Linked DNA regions of Rattus norvegicus: region 2 is linked to region 1. A link is a contact called in public Hi-C data. All regions are on one chromosome and are shown on one strand. The core of a region is the stretch at or near the end of the contact, and the rest is flanking DNA. Distances in the headings are between cores, read along the strand shown.

Region 1 (3,523 bases), core at 147-2,646:
CAGAGACTGGTTATATTTTATTATTCTTGGACCCCTGCAATTTTCCCAAACCACTGCATTCACCTTTTTGCTATACCAAACTGGAGCTGGTAATTCTTAGTTGAGTCATTTTACCTAGGGGACCACGGTACAGCGATAAGTCACTCAATTACTACCTTATGATTGACAGTTCACACTGGAATCAAAGGTGAATTCATGGGAGTAGAGGTGAGATATCGTTAGGCAAGTCTACAAAGAGAGATAGATGGGCATTTATTCATCACGCTGAAGTGAAACTACTGCACAATATTATTACATCAATAGCATATATTTACTTTTGTAAGTTACACGTAATGCATCTCTGATAAGATAATCAAGAGGGCTCCGGGAAGGTTAGTTTACATTTCAGCAGTAGTTTCGTGAATAATGCTAAATTAAGAAATATATTGAAGCTCACTAGCATGTTTTCTCACCTTCTTGTAAGGGGCCTCAAGCATTGCTTCAATATCAATATCGTCTGCCATTTTCTCTACTCGCCTAAAGAAGAACAAGACAGTCCTGTAAGTAAACAACCTGCAATTACGACCAAAATAAAATGTCTCCTTGACCTACAATACTCAAAGCTTGAGAAAAATCCTTTAAAAGCCCCAGTGACTAAAATTGTGCGATGCACACTCCACAAACTTCATTTGGTAAGTAAATGATTTAATGTATCTTTCATCTAACATAGGAGCAGAACTCAATGTCCGATTTTAAAAACCCGCCCAGGATGCCCTAAAACCAAACCTGAGAATATGAACCAGAGCGCTTCCCTTCACACAAAACCCGCGCTGCCATTTTAGCGGCAGAGGGAAACTCCCTCTGCTGGGAGGGGTTGTGTACCAAGGTAGCGTTCGACAGGCGCCATGTTGGGAGGTCGCGACCAGCCCCGGCCTCGAAAAGGACAGATCTTTATCTGCCCGAGAACCCACGGAGGTCCCTGACACTACCAAAATCTCCACAGTGACTTTGCCAGAATTGAAGGGCACAGCCAGGGAGAAGTGACCGACCTTGCCGAAAGGGCCCCCTCCCCCTCTGCGCACCTATAAAAGCCGCTAAAGCCTCGGCATCCCGGACCTCCCAACCTAAGGAAGGCTGACCACTACTAGCAGTCCGCGACGCCCTATACCTGTGCGGATTTTCGCGCGCCTGTGCTCGAATCGGGAAGTCGGCTGCCGCCGCCGCCGCTGCTGTTGCTACTGTTAAGTCACTAGGCCCAGGCCGCGGTACCGCCCAACCCGAATATCGGGCCCCGAGGGCGTCTAGGCCCAAACGAATCTAAAAGAAACAATGGGATTAAAGGAGCCCGCGACGGAGAGCAGGGCAGCGGCTTCGGCAGCTCAGGATCCACCCCTGCGACAGCGTCGGCTAGCTCCCTGAAATGGCGGCCGCTGCTCCTCCGTATTCACATTCACCAACACATACACACACACAAACACCCGGGGTCTCCCGGAGCCTCAGCACGGGCTCTCGCGAGAAACTGCCCGGTGTTCTAGACTGGAGAGCACGAAATATCGCGAGATCTCACTACGGCTCCGGCGACTATGGCCCAATCTCGTGCAATGATTGCGCCACAGATGATCCCATTCTCCCTTCCCCAATTCGGAAAGGCTTCTCGGACTCCCCCTCCAGATATGCACCAAATCTCGCGAGGCTACGCTGTCTCCAGGGCAAAGACAGTTGGTGCACTGACTGTCAATCTTTGGAAGAATTCCTTGCTGAGTGGATCTTTGCTGTCATCCCGGCTGGGTGTGAAGGTTTCCCCTCTCACAGCCGACCGCCCCCCACCCCTGACACCGGTCCTCCCACACATATGGCTGTCAAGGTCGCCATAAGGCAACCTATTAGAATACATATGGCTGTAGGGTAAGACATTCGTGTCCAAATTCACCGACGGTGAAAACTCATGCTTACAAGAATGAGATGTACACAAGCGAAGGGGAATAAAAAGTACGATTTTCTTGTCATTTGGTGTCACCAGTCGGATGTGGTCTCGATGGTTAAGCTTCTAAACACCCTTGGAAACCAGAGGCTGGGTGGGAAGAAACTGCAGTTTGTAGCTTTCTAACCCCTGAATTTAGTCGGGCTATGTGTCGGAGTTATTTGTTACTTTAAAGGTATCCTCGCTTTTCCCTAGGATTTTGACTGTCTACGTGTAAATTCACTGTTTCGTTTATTTTTTATTGGATTTTTCTTTTGTTTGCTTTTTATGTATTTGGGAGTGGTTCATACTGTGACAGAGAAGCTGAGTGATCATTGGAAGATTTTTTTTCCCTTTCACGTAATAGAAAAAGTTTTGAAATAAAATGAAATATCAAACCAGTCTTGAAACCTATCTGCAGCTTAATAATTGAGGGTATTAAAGATTCAAAATGTCACACCTTGGTTAGTGTAGCTGCTCCAACACTGTATGACCTTGGGCAAGTAAATTAAGCTCTCCATAAATTCCATCTCTTCCTGAAGAGGGGAATATCATAACTAGTAGCAAGGATAGGCTTAACACTAACCAAGGTTGCAAACCTTCACTAATGAATTCCCAGGTTTAGCAGTCGATGTTGTCTGTTGACCATGCAAACTCTCCATGGAATGTATGAAGGAAGGCTCCTTAGGAGTAGGAAGATGGAGTGGATTCATGGCTGGAAACTTCTTGGGGCTGGCCATGTAGAACAGTTTGGGGGGGTGGCTTTTCTAGCATGCCTGGTGGTGCTTGTCCAGAATTCCAGCCCTCAGAAACAGAAGCAGGGGTATATCTGTGAATTTGAAGTCAGTCTAGTCTATCTGAGGAGTTCAGGCCAGCCAGAACTAGGTAGTGAGACCCTCTCTCGAAAAAAAAAAAAATAGATTATATGCATTTCTCTTTTAGATGTGGCACAGTGCCTGAAACCACTGATAGTTTCCAACTTCCCTTATGGGCTACCAAAACTTCCCTGCCCCTATAAGGGGCCACATCCCATCTTTCTCTATAGGTATTTGGACCATAGGGTGAGGGGTGACAGAGATGCCCTTTCACCCAGAGTAAGCAGGGTCTCGCCTAACTAAGGAGAGATCAAGCCCCTCTCTGTTTTCTATCTCTCTACAGCTGTCCTCTCCCCCCCCCCCAGCTGGGCACCGAACCCAGGGCCTTGCGCTTCCTAGGCAAGCGCTCTACCACTGAGCTAAATCCCCAACCCCTCTACAGCTGTCCTTAATTGTTTTGTTCTGGATTGACAAGTCAAGGACAACCTGTACCACACAGTGAAAGGCTATGAAAAAGACAGAAGGGGGACTGGAGAGAAAGTAGCAGGAGCACTGACTGCTCCTGCAGAGAATTGAGGTTTGATTCCCAACACTCAAAAACGGAAAAGTAAGCTGGGTAGAGGTGACACATGCCTTTAGTCCCAGTACATAGAAGGCTGAGGTAGCAATGTCTATGAATTTGGTTTTTTTTCTTTTTTCTTTTTTTTTCGGAGCTGGGGACCGAACCCAGGGCCTTGCGCTTGCTAGGAATGTCTATGAATTTGAAGCC
Region 2 (3,719 bases), core at 335-2,834, 90 kb after region 1:
GCTAGGGAGCTACCAATTTTATTGATCACTTCAAAGAAATAACCTGTTTTGTTTCTCTTGTTTCTAAAAGATTTCTCCTGACTTTGTAGAATTTTATAGTTGTTCTAACAGTCGCCCATCTATCTGTTCATTGAATCAGGAGATAGTATATGCAAGCTCTAGGCTCTATTTTAACCATCTTATTTGTGAGTATTCTGCTTGGAACATGGAACAAAGAACATACTGGAGCCTTGCCTGGTAGCTGTAACCTACAGTCTTGGTGGCTGGTTATCTGTTATAAAGTGAACAGAAAGGTCCTTGTCACTGGAGTTTTAGAATCTAATAAGTGTTGCACTGTAAGTTAACTAGGTCTGTTTAGCGTAATGCCTAGAAAAGTCCTATTCTTCAAACTTAGCTTTTGTTTTGTTTTGTTTTAATGTTTTTGTTTCAGACAGTTTTGTTGTTTTGTTTGTTTAATAAATTTTCTATCTCAGTCTGTATGTACTGGCATTGTAGGCATAATCTTTCATTCCTTGTTATGTTTTCTTGACCAGAGCCACAGATGTATAATCATTTTACTGTCCAACAGATTGGATAAATCAAAATGTGGAGTCCAGAAACCCTTATTGGTTAAGCCATGTGTACCTACTGTGGAGGAACTGAACTCAGGACTCACTCTGAGCCCTTCCTGTGTGCCAAAAGAGCTCTAGCTGTTCAGTTTACAGAGAGTCATGGTCCTAGTGTTTAGTGGAGGTTGGAAGAAGGGCCTTGGAAGGTGGGGGCAGAGCACTGTGTGGTCCATGGGACGATCAGATATGTGGTTTCTGACTTAGTTGCAGGCTTCCTAAAGTAGGTTAAGGCTGAGCAGGGAAGTTCTTCTTAGTCCGAGACATTTGCTTTAAGGAATCTGTGGAGTTCTTGACTTTTCAAGTTAATCTAACTTCACAGTAGACAAAGAAGCAACCTAGTCAAAATTATGGATTGTTAGTTTGCTCCCAAATCCTGCCTCCCCTCCCCCAACTGTGCCCTCCTAGCTGCTGATGAACTAACTGCTGACTGCTAAGGACACAATGACAAGAGGGCAGAGTGCTGCCTTGAGGGATTTGGTACAGCAAGGAGCAGGCCCACCTCTTCCCAGGCACTTGTCACAGTAGTGTGTCACTCCAACAAGGGGCAACATGCAGTAGGTAATCAGAATGTATGGAAGGAGGTCGCCTTTGGAATTCTGTAGGTAAAAGGGAGAGATATGTTGTCCTTCAAGCAAAATAGTATTTCTGGAATTTGTTTCGAAACAAGGGCTTTGTGGGAATACAGTTGATAGGGAAAGCTTGCTGGGAAGAAGGCTGCTAAAGACACGTGAGCCAGAAACCCTTACGTAAGTGAGTAGGAAATGGGCTGGGTTGTCAGCAAAACAGCCGCAGGGGGCAGGGGCTGCTCAGTCACTGGGTAGTGACTGCTCTCCAGCACAGCCACAGCCTTCGTTAGGGTTTCTAACCCTAGATGGAGTCATGGCCGGAGAGGTCTATGAGAGACTCCTCTGCAGCTGTTGGGAACAACACATCAAGTTTATACACGGCTGGCAGCAGGGCCTCCTAAAGCCCAGCCCAGGCAGCAGGGGCAGCACTGCCATCTTGTGGAGTAGATGTTCAGTGCTCTCTCTTGGTCTGTGTGTATGCAGAAATTTATCTTCTGGGTGAGAGCCAGGAAATGTTCACTGGGACCAGATGCATAAAGGTCAGGGGACAACCTTGTGAGTCACTTCTCTCCTTCTACCTTTTATCTGTGTTTTGGGAATCAAAAGCATATTGCCAGGTGTACACAGCAAGTACCTTTACCCACCAAACCATCTTGTTGGACCACAAGGTATTTTTCCTGAGCATAGACATACATGTATATGCATGTGTAAGTACATATGTGTGTAATATTTTTTTTTTAATGCTGAGGACTGAACCACAGATCACTCCTACTGAGTGCATACTCTGCTACTGAGCTATACACCCAGCTATCCCTCTTCCCTGGATAGTGCTAGATTAAACCCAGGCCTTTGTACAAGCCAAGGAAGGGTGAACCACTGAATTAGCACCCTCAGCCCTGTGTACATTTTTAAGTAAGTCTCATTTCAAGTTATCTCACGCCCATGAAAATGTTAAATAGAGCGCAAAGAAGAGGGACATGGTGACTTCACATGCACAATGTCAACACTTGGGAGGCCAAGGCTGCAAGGTCACAGTAAATTCGAGGCTATACTGGGCCGCCCCATGAGTTCAAGGTCAGCCTAGGCTACACGTGTATTCAAGGCCTGTATGGGGCACAGAATGAAGTCCTGCCTGAGCATCAACATCAGTTAGTAGGTAGGATTTCTGTAGCTTCTATCTGTGGAAGGGAGTGTGGCGGAGTGACAGCTGACATTACAGAAGTGGTGCAGACATCGAAGAAGCCGCTTAGAGTTTCTCAAGTGGGCCCTTCTCCTCCGCCTGCCCTTGTGCTTTTTGGATGGAGATATATATATATCACATATACATATATGTATATATGTATATGTGTGGGGGGGGAGAGCGAGCGAGCGAGAGCACACTCGAGAGCGCACATGCCTGTTTAAGCCTCCTTTTATATTTTCTAGCCCTTAACTAGCCACAAATTCACCATCGCTCTTCCGTCCCCAGGTACTGGGGATTGCAAGTAGGTGCCACCACACCCAACTCACTATTGTATCTCTTTTCCTAGTATACATGGTTCTAAAGTTGACAGGAAAAAAGCACAGTGCCCCTTTATAATTTTTAATTAATTTTGAGACCGGGTGTCTTGTATCCTGCATTGGCCTGGAGCTGGTGTAAGTGAAGATATCTTCAACTCCTGATCTCCCGTCTCCTTCCAGTGTGCTGCCATTGTCAGCCACCTAAGCTTCGTGTATTCAGTACTGAAGGCTTTGGGCACAGCAGCCAGCCAGCTGTCAACTGAGCTGGACCCCCTGGCACCCTTAACAGTTGATTTCTGTTAGACGGGGTCTCAATCTACAGTCCCAGATTGCCGTTAACCTCAAGGCAAACCTCCTGCCTCCGTCTGGGGTTACAGACTTGAGCCGTTACACCTTGCTCTTTTGCTGTATTCTCCTCTGGGGGTGGAACTGCAGCCTCACATGTGCTGGAAATGCTCTACCTACCCTACATATTCTATTTCATGGTTCCCTAAATTTACATAGCACAGGCCCGGGATATAGCTTACTTCGTAAAGTGTTTGCTTAGCTTGGAGGAATCCTGGTTTTAAACCTCAGCACATAAACCAGATATGGCAGTACACAGCTGTCATCCAGCGCTCAGGAGGACCACAAGTTTACAGCCAGACTATATTTCATAAAGAAAAAGGTACATCTCTCATGACGGTGGTGGCACTTGACACCTCAGCACTTGACAGGCAGAGCCAGACAGATAGATCTGAGTTTGAAATCTGCCAGATGTATAGAGTGAGTTCTAGGACAAGGATAATCAGGGCTACCCAGAGGAACTCTTGTCTTGAAGAACCCAAAATAAATAAATAAATAGATTAAATTAAAAAAAAAAACTATATGGCATTTCCATTTTAACATTTGGCTGGTATTTTAAATTGGAATCTGTTTGGTTATTCTTGGGTTGTTTTTCATTGCTTCAGAGTGGAGAAAGTTACTCTTTCACAAACCTGTAAAATACTTAGTTATGGTATTATTATTATTATTATTATTATTATTATTATTATTATTATTATTG

Evidence for each region. Hi-C and Micro-C count contacts between places; a contact is called where the count stands out from the background.
Region 2: a Hi-C map of Schwann cells shows a contact between it and region 1, with 5 times the contacts expected there. The contact joins the enhancer-like site here to the promoter of Rbm39 in region 1. A contact is called at or near these places in 8 of 12 Hi-C or Micro-C datasets (the A7r5 cell line, Schwann cells, frontal cortex and 5 more) and 1 of 1 datasets of contacts at active chromatin or transcription factors (oligodendrocytes).

Annotation. Positions count from the first base shown.
Region 1 is chr3:165,154,839-165,158,361 of GRCr8, forward strand. Rbm39 (RNA binding motif protein 39) reads right to left here and starts at 1,397. Exons shown (of 17, transcript NM_001013207.2): 1 at 1,148-1,397; 2 at 453-516. The coding sequence starts at 503.
Region 2 is chr3:165,244,262-165,247,980 of GRCr8, forward strand. All of the region lies in intron 9 of Phf20 (PHD finger protein 20), which reads left to right. Among named protein-coding and RNA genes, the nearest start is that of Cnbd2, 33 kb to the right of the region's middle. Within about 2 kb of position 1,585, at least 34 of the 93 cell types and tissues checked have an H3K27ac peak or open chromatin away from gene starts, as enhancers often do. A contact at or near this core is called in Schwann cells and liver, where this site is marked.